Linked DNA regions of Mus musculus: region 1 is linked to region 2. Evidence: chromatin contacts called from public HiChIP or PLAC-seq data. All regions are on one chromosome and are shown on one strand. Each heading gives the region's core, a stretch centred on a gene start, on an enhancer-like site or on the middle of the called end of the contact. The rest is flanking DNA. Distances are from core to core; before and after follow the strand shown. Region 1 has its middle 8.0 kb from the start of Opn4. Region 2 holds the start of Fam25c (family with sequence similarity 25, member C).

Region 1 (3,215 bases), core at 637-3,136, 250 kb before region 2:
AATACCTACTGAATGATTCCACAGGAGACGCCAGGGTTATTAGTGCCTGCATGCCATCTGAGAACAACTGCTAGCTTGAACTTTCAAATAGAGGAATCAGATAAACACAGCTCCAACGCCCTCGAGCAAACCTCAATAGACAAGGAATTGGTTTTCTTTTAATGTCCTCCTTTGGACAATAGGTCCATTTTTCTGGCTTTTGCTTGACAGGGTTTCTCTGTGTAGCCCTGGCTGTCCTGGAACTCATTTTGTAGGCCAGGCTGGTCTCGAACTCAGAGATCCACTTATCTCTGCTTTACAGGTGTGGCCACCACTTCTTGGGGAATAGACTTATTCTTTATGTTAAGGGGTGCCCTGGGACAAATGAGCTCATCTATTACATCTGTATGTTCTGAAACTAGAAAAACACCTGGATGAGTTCTGGCTGTGAGCCTCTTGGCAGCCTTGCTTAAAGCTTTGGTTATCACTCGATGCTATTCATTGTAGTTCATTGTAGTGGTATGTTATGCTGTGGATTTGACTTAATCTTGTTTTTCAAGGATCTATTGTAGTTGAAGGTTTGGTCTTTAGGGTGGCTCACTTGGAAGCCACTTTAGGAAAGGGCTGATGGAAAATCCTTAGGTCACTGAGGAGCTAGGACTGTGGCACCCCAGTATCTCTGTCTTCTTGTTCGGTAGTGTAAGCCCTCCCATGAATGCGAGCCTCCATTCTGATAACACAGCCAGGAGCTGCTTTGACAAGACTAATGCAGGCCCTTGATCTTCCCCCAAACCTTTGCTTTTTATAAAATGATCTCCCTCAGGTGTCCCACTTAGTAATGCAAAGGCTGGCTGGTACAGTCTGGCTGGTGGACCAAGTCAGTGGTCTACATATCAAAGAATTGTAATTTTCCTTTTTAAGAGACAGGTCTCCATTAGCTCAGGCAAGCCTTGAATTTCATACTGAGTCTAGGATGACCTGGAACTTACTGTTATTCTGCACTTGGGATTACAGGCATATGCCATCATACTGTGTGTGTGTGTGTGTGTGTGTGTGTGTGATGCTATAGATTGAACCTAGGGTTAGGTATGCACTCCACCAATTCAGATACTTCGCTAGTCATAAGGAATTGGTTTTTATTTCAGAGGAACACTCATGGGAAGAAAAGCACCTATGTAGGCTTCTAGACAGTTGGAGCTGAATGGATGATGGGTTTGGACCAAACCCAAGCAAGTTTGACCTCCTTTGATGCTTTGGGAGGCTATACAGCACCTTAGTGATATTCCTCCCAGAATGCTGGTACCGCTAAGCCTCGCAGCTACTTCTTTGGGGGTTTAGCTGACAACAAGAAAAATCCCTTTCCACAAATTCCAAACCCAGATTTGGCGTTCTAAGCCCTTGCGTACAAACAGGGCAATTGCCAGCGGAAGAGAGTGAAGGCTTGGGAGCTGTTCCAGGAGGTGGGACTATAAGGCAGGGGCAATGGGCAGGGAACAGTTTTCACAGAAACGTTTCATTTCTAAAGGATGTGTTTATGTCTTAGATCATGAAAACAAATTCTACAAAATCAATCAGGAGTTCACTCCCTACCCCCACCCACCCCTCAGGGAGGTGACTCATCCCTGCCCCTGCTGGGGATACAAAGTCCCCAGCAGTATCTGTGGGATAAGGGTCAGCTGAGTGACTGTTCTTTTGATGTGAAATCCCAGGACCTAGGAGAGAAAGTGTGCAGTCTTTGCTAGCAGAACCGTGATGCCTGAAGCCTTTCTAATAATCAGAGAAAAGCAAAGGTTCCTAGCGGGAACCACAGACTTGCAACGTGGGAAGTGCAGAGGGCAGGATGGGTTGGGCTGTGAGCTTCGCATTCTGAAGCCTGATTTCAGGGCCTAACCCTGGTCTCCATCCCTTCCCTCTCTCCAGGGAGGGGCAGCCACAGGCATTAGCGGTTCCACTGTATTTAGTGGTTGTCCTCCGTCCAGTGCCATGCCCTGCCTTTCACACCCTGTCCCTGAAGAGAGGCACAGTACCAAGTTCAGATCGCCATCAGTCTCTGCATCGGGGACTGCAAGACACTGCATCTCGTTGGTCTCAGGGTGGCCAGACCCTCACAAAGATTCCCCGCCCACGCAGGTTGCTTTTCGCCTCTTCCAGCTGCATGCCAGGATGTGTGGGAAGGCAGGTAGTAAGGCAGACGCCAGGGCTCAGGCGTGCAGACAGCCTCTGAGGACCAGGCGAGTCCAGGCATCTCCCCAGCAGGCAGGGGAAGCTGATCTGAGGACCCCCAGGCAATGGGTGGAGATCTCAGGGGAAGCCTCAGCCGAGCCAGCCACCTTTTACCCCTCTACTCCTGACACCCTTTATTTTTGGCTGCAAGGCTCAGAACCGTGTCAGCGGCCTCCTTGAAGCCCTAAGGGATGAATGCGGACCTTTTCGGGGATGTTTTATCTTGTTTTCATTTTTGTCTTTTCGAAACCAGATCTAAGTAGCCCAGCTGGCTTCTCGGGTCCAGATCCTCCTGCCTCAGCGTCGGAGTGTTGGGTGTATAGATGTACACCACCGCACACAGCTCCAGAGCTTTAGTGTTGTCGTTGGTTTTGTTTGTTTTTTTTTTAGAGACAGCTTTTCCTGAAGCCCATGCGACAAACTCAGTATAGCCTAGGCCTTAGCTTCTGATCGCATTGCCGGATCACAAGCTCCTCCCACCATGCCCCACTTCCAGAATATATATGTGTATGTGTTTATGTATACATATATATACATATATGTGTGTGTGTGTTGTGTGTGTATATGTGTGTGTGTATATATATATATATATATACACATATATATACACACAATATATATATATATATATATATATATTTATAAGCATGGGTGTGTGTGTGTGTGTGTGTGTGTGTGTGTGTGTGTGTGTATAGGTGGGTTTTGTTTTTTGTTTTTTTGAGACAGGGTTTTTCTGTGTAGCCCTGGCTGTTCTGGAACTCACTTTCCAAACCAGGCTGACCTCGAACTCAGAACTCCACCTGCCTCTGCCTCCCAAGTGCTGGGATTAAAGGCGTGTGCCACCACCGCCCGGCTTTCCTTCATATATTATTTGTGTATGTGTGTGTTTATATACGATGTGCCTGTGTAAGTGTGGGTGCACCTGTGTCATGGTGCACATGTAGAGGTCGGATGACAAATCTAAGGACTCACTTCCCACCTTCCCTCTGACTTCTAGGGATCAAACTCTGGTC
Region 2 (2,877 bases), core at 186-2,685:
ATGATATGGATGGGGCTTGGCTATGTGACCGGAGGTCCTGCTGCCCATAGCACCCTTTAATCACAGTCCGGGTCTACCAATACCACACAGGAATGTGGGAGGACCTCAGCTCTAAAGGGCATGGGCTATGAGGGCCCTTCGTCTGGTAAACACTAATTAAGTCGTGTCATACCTAGCAGGGCAGGTTTGAGGGATGAGAGAGGCTTCAACAGGGAAGAGATGTTAGCCATAGTCTAGATTATGTAAATAGGGACATTGGATGACCTTCTGGCCCTGGCCCTAGGTCAATGGAGTCCATATCCCTCATCTCTTTAGCATCAAGGGGTCTAACATCCCAGCTGCGCCTTGGTCCCCTGCCGTAGTGAGCAGGGCCTACTGTCTAGAGGAATTTCTTGGATGAGCAGGAGGGAACAGGTATTTGCAAGAACCTGTGTACTTGACCCACTGACTATCAATGACACAGCCAGGAAGACATAGCTATCCCATTTTATAGATGGAGAAACTGAGGCTTTGTTTGAACTAGTGATTAAGGGAGGTAATATGTGGAATGTGGCTTGAGGAATCTCTGCCTATCCTGAGTAATGAGGGAGGCACCCTGACCCTCTGTATCCGACACACCAGGAAACTGTAGAACTGCTCCTAGGGGGAATTCTAGTTAAGACAAGTGGCGATGGGGTCTTCTGCCTCATTGTCTAGGATATGGGAAGTGAAGTGGCTACGGTTAAACTCACAGATTTCCCTAGAAGCTGCCCCCCCCCGCCCCAGGGTACAAAGCGGCCAGCATGTCCCCATGTGCTGGCTGCCCCAGTCCTGGGTAACCCGGGAGCTAAGATGAGAGAAAATCAGCTGACTGAGCCAGGATGACCACATGGGTCAATGCTGTGCCCTCCAGACGGTCAGGCAACACTCTGAGCCCCCTGTCTAGGGGCGACTACTTGGCTGTTCTGCTGGGGCAGGGTCCTTGGCAATGGGACCACTTGTGTCTGGCCTCAGGGGTGCTTTGGTGCTAGGCTTTAGAAGGCTGACTAGGCCACAGACAGGACTCTTGACAGGCACCCCAGAGGTCTTGACATCATGCACACAGCAGTGCCCAGATTTAGAGAGCCTAGATCCCAGCTAGGACCTGGCAGAACTATTGTTCCCAAGTGCTATCTTCTCGAAGAACATTTGAGCTCCTTGCCCTGGAGACCAGACCTGTTCAGAGATGACCTCTCTGGTTCTGCCTTTTATCTCTGCTTCACAGGGTCCTTGAAGAGGGGGTAGTGGGTGGGGGCTCATTGAAAGAAGGCTTGTGCACAGTACTGGGGTAGCCCCACCCAGGCTCTGACCTGACTCATCTGCTCAGCCTACTACTGGCTAGGTAAGGGCTTGGTGCCCTGGAGCCTGGCAGGCTGTGGTAGGCATATATAAAAAGCACGCTCTTCCAGTCTGAGGAGCAAGCTTTACCTGTCACTGTCTGCTGCCATACGATGCTGGGAGGCCTGGGGAAGCTGGCGGCCGAGGGCCTGGCCCACCGCACAGAGAAAGCCACTGAGGGAGCAGGTAAGGGCCTGGGCTTTCTATCTGCCCAGAAGTTGGCAGCAGACTCCTCCCTCTGGGTCTGTTGAGAGCTGATTCCAGCAGGCAGGCAAGGGTGTTTGGGTAGGCTAAGGGCCATCAGGAAACTTGACCTGCTGGCCCCACCAGGAGATAGCAAAGTCAGAGGCACAGAGGCTGGGGTAGTTGCTCAGAAAAGAGTCACAGCCTTCCCACTAGGGATTTGCTTCATGACCCAGGCTGAACTTGCTTGGAGGTCAGGAGGAGGCCAACCCCAGGGGTGGGGGGTGGGGGTGGGATCCAGGAGGCCAGCAGGAACCGGTGGCTTGGGTCCTTCTTTCTGGAAGCCTAGAGTGCCTTTTATGTCAGTATTGCTTATTTCAGGGCCTGAGGTTGTAGCTCGGTGGTGGAACATTTGTCTATGCAAGGTCCTGGATTTTTGCAAGAACCCTAAAGCAAAACGAAACAAAACTCCTGCCTAGTTTGATCAGTTTATGCAAAAATCTAGGAGGGTGGATTTTCATTTTCACCATGCTTTAAAGCTTCAAAGGTTCTTTTATTATGAAACCATGGAGGCTGATCCTGCTCAAAGTCTAAAAGGACGTTTCCATTTCTTCCAAGAACCTAGAACAGGGTTCTGCCGGCCAAGGCCTCCTGGTACATGGTCGTATGACTCCTACTTCAGGACACAGATAAACACCTGAGTCAAGTTGGCAGTCTCTTTGGACATGGCTGCAGCAGACACATCAGCACTTACTTCATTCTTAGCCCAGCAGCTGGATCTGACCCTCTTCTTCTTCTGTTTTTTTTTTTTTTAAGATTATTTATTTTATGTATATGAGTGCACTGTAGCTGTCTTCAGGCACATCAGAAGACGGCATCAGATCCCATTACAGATGGTTGTGAGCCACCATGTGGTTGCAGGGAATTGAACTCGGGACTTCTGGAAAGAGCAGCCAGTGCTCTTAACTGCTGAGCCATTTCTCCAGCCCCTGACACTTCTTATTCCTTCAGCCTTCTTAGTTGTGAGGGACACAGCAGAGGAAGGTGGTATTAGAAGCAGTTCTGGATCTGAAATTTGGGTTCAAGCTCCCACAAAACCTCCCAGAACCTGGAGGTAATTAGGGGTATCCTCTTCCAGGAAGGGCTGCCTTGAGGAGCTTAGCTTCTCTGAGGGTGTCCAGGTGTGGCTGAAGCAGGACAGCCAGCTCTTCCTAGCTAACAAACTAGCTAGCTAGCTAACTAATTGACCATCAAACCTACTTTGGCTCAGGCCTCCAGTTGGCAGAGGCTGGCTGTTCTAGGTATCCATGCCTTTCCTGGCTGAGGGGAGGGGCATGG

Evidence for each region. HiChIP or PLAC-seq counts read pairs in DNA pulled down with a chosen protein or histone mark.
Region 1: a contact with region 2 is called in an H3K27ac HiChIP or PLAC-seq map of embryonic stem cells, with 6 read pairs. The contact joins the enhancer-like site here to the promoter of Fam25c in region 2. A contact is called at or near these places in 12 of 39 promoter capture datasets (the 3T3-L1 cell line, 3T3-L1-derived adipocytes, the C10 cell line and 7 more), 4 of 115 datasets of contacts at active chromatin or transcription factors (embryonic stem cells and epiblast stem cells) and 1 of 9 other capture datasets (pancreatic islet).

The regions. Positions count from the first base shown.
Region 1 is chr14:34,606,537-34,609,751 of GRCm38.p6, reverse strand. No RefSeq gene overlaps it. Among named protein-coding and RNA genes, the nearest start is that of Opn4, 8.0 kb to the right of the region's middle. Within about 2 kb of position 1,886, at least 20 of the 459 cell types and tissues checked have an H3K27ac peak or open chromatin away from gene starts, as enhancers often do. A contact at or near this core is called in embryonic stem cells and trophoblast stem cells, where this site is marked.
Region 2 is chr14:34,353,951-34,356,827 of GRCm38.p6, reverse strand. It overlaps Fam25c (family with sequence similarity 25, member C), which reads left to right and starts at 1,435. Exons shown (of 3, transcript NM_183278.2): 1 at 1,435-1,542. The coding sequence starts at 1,470.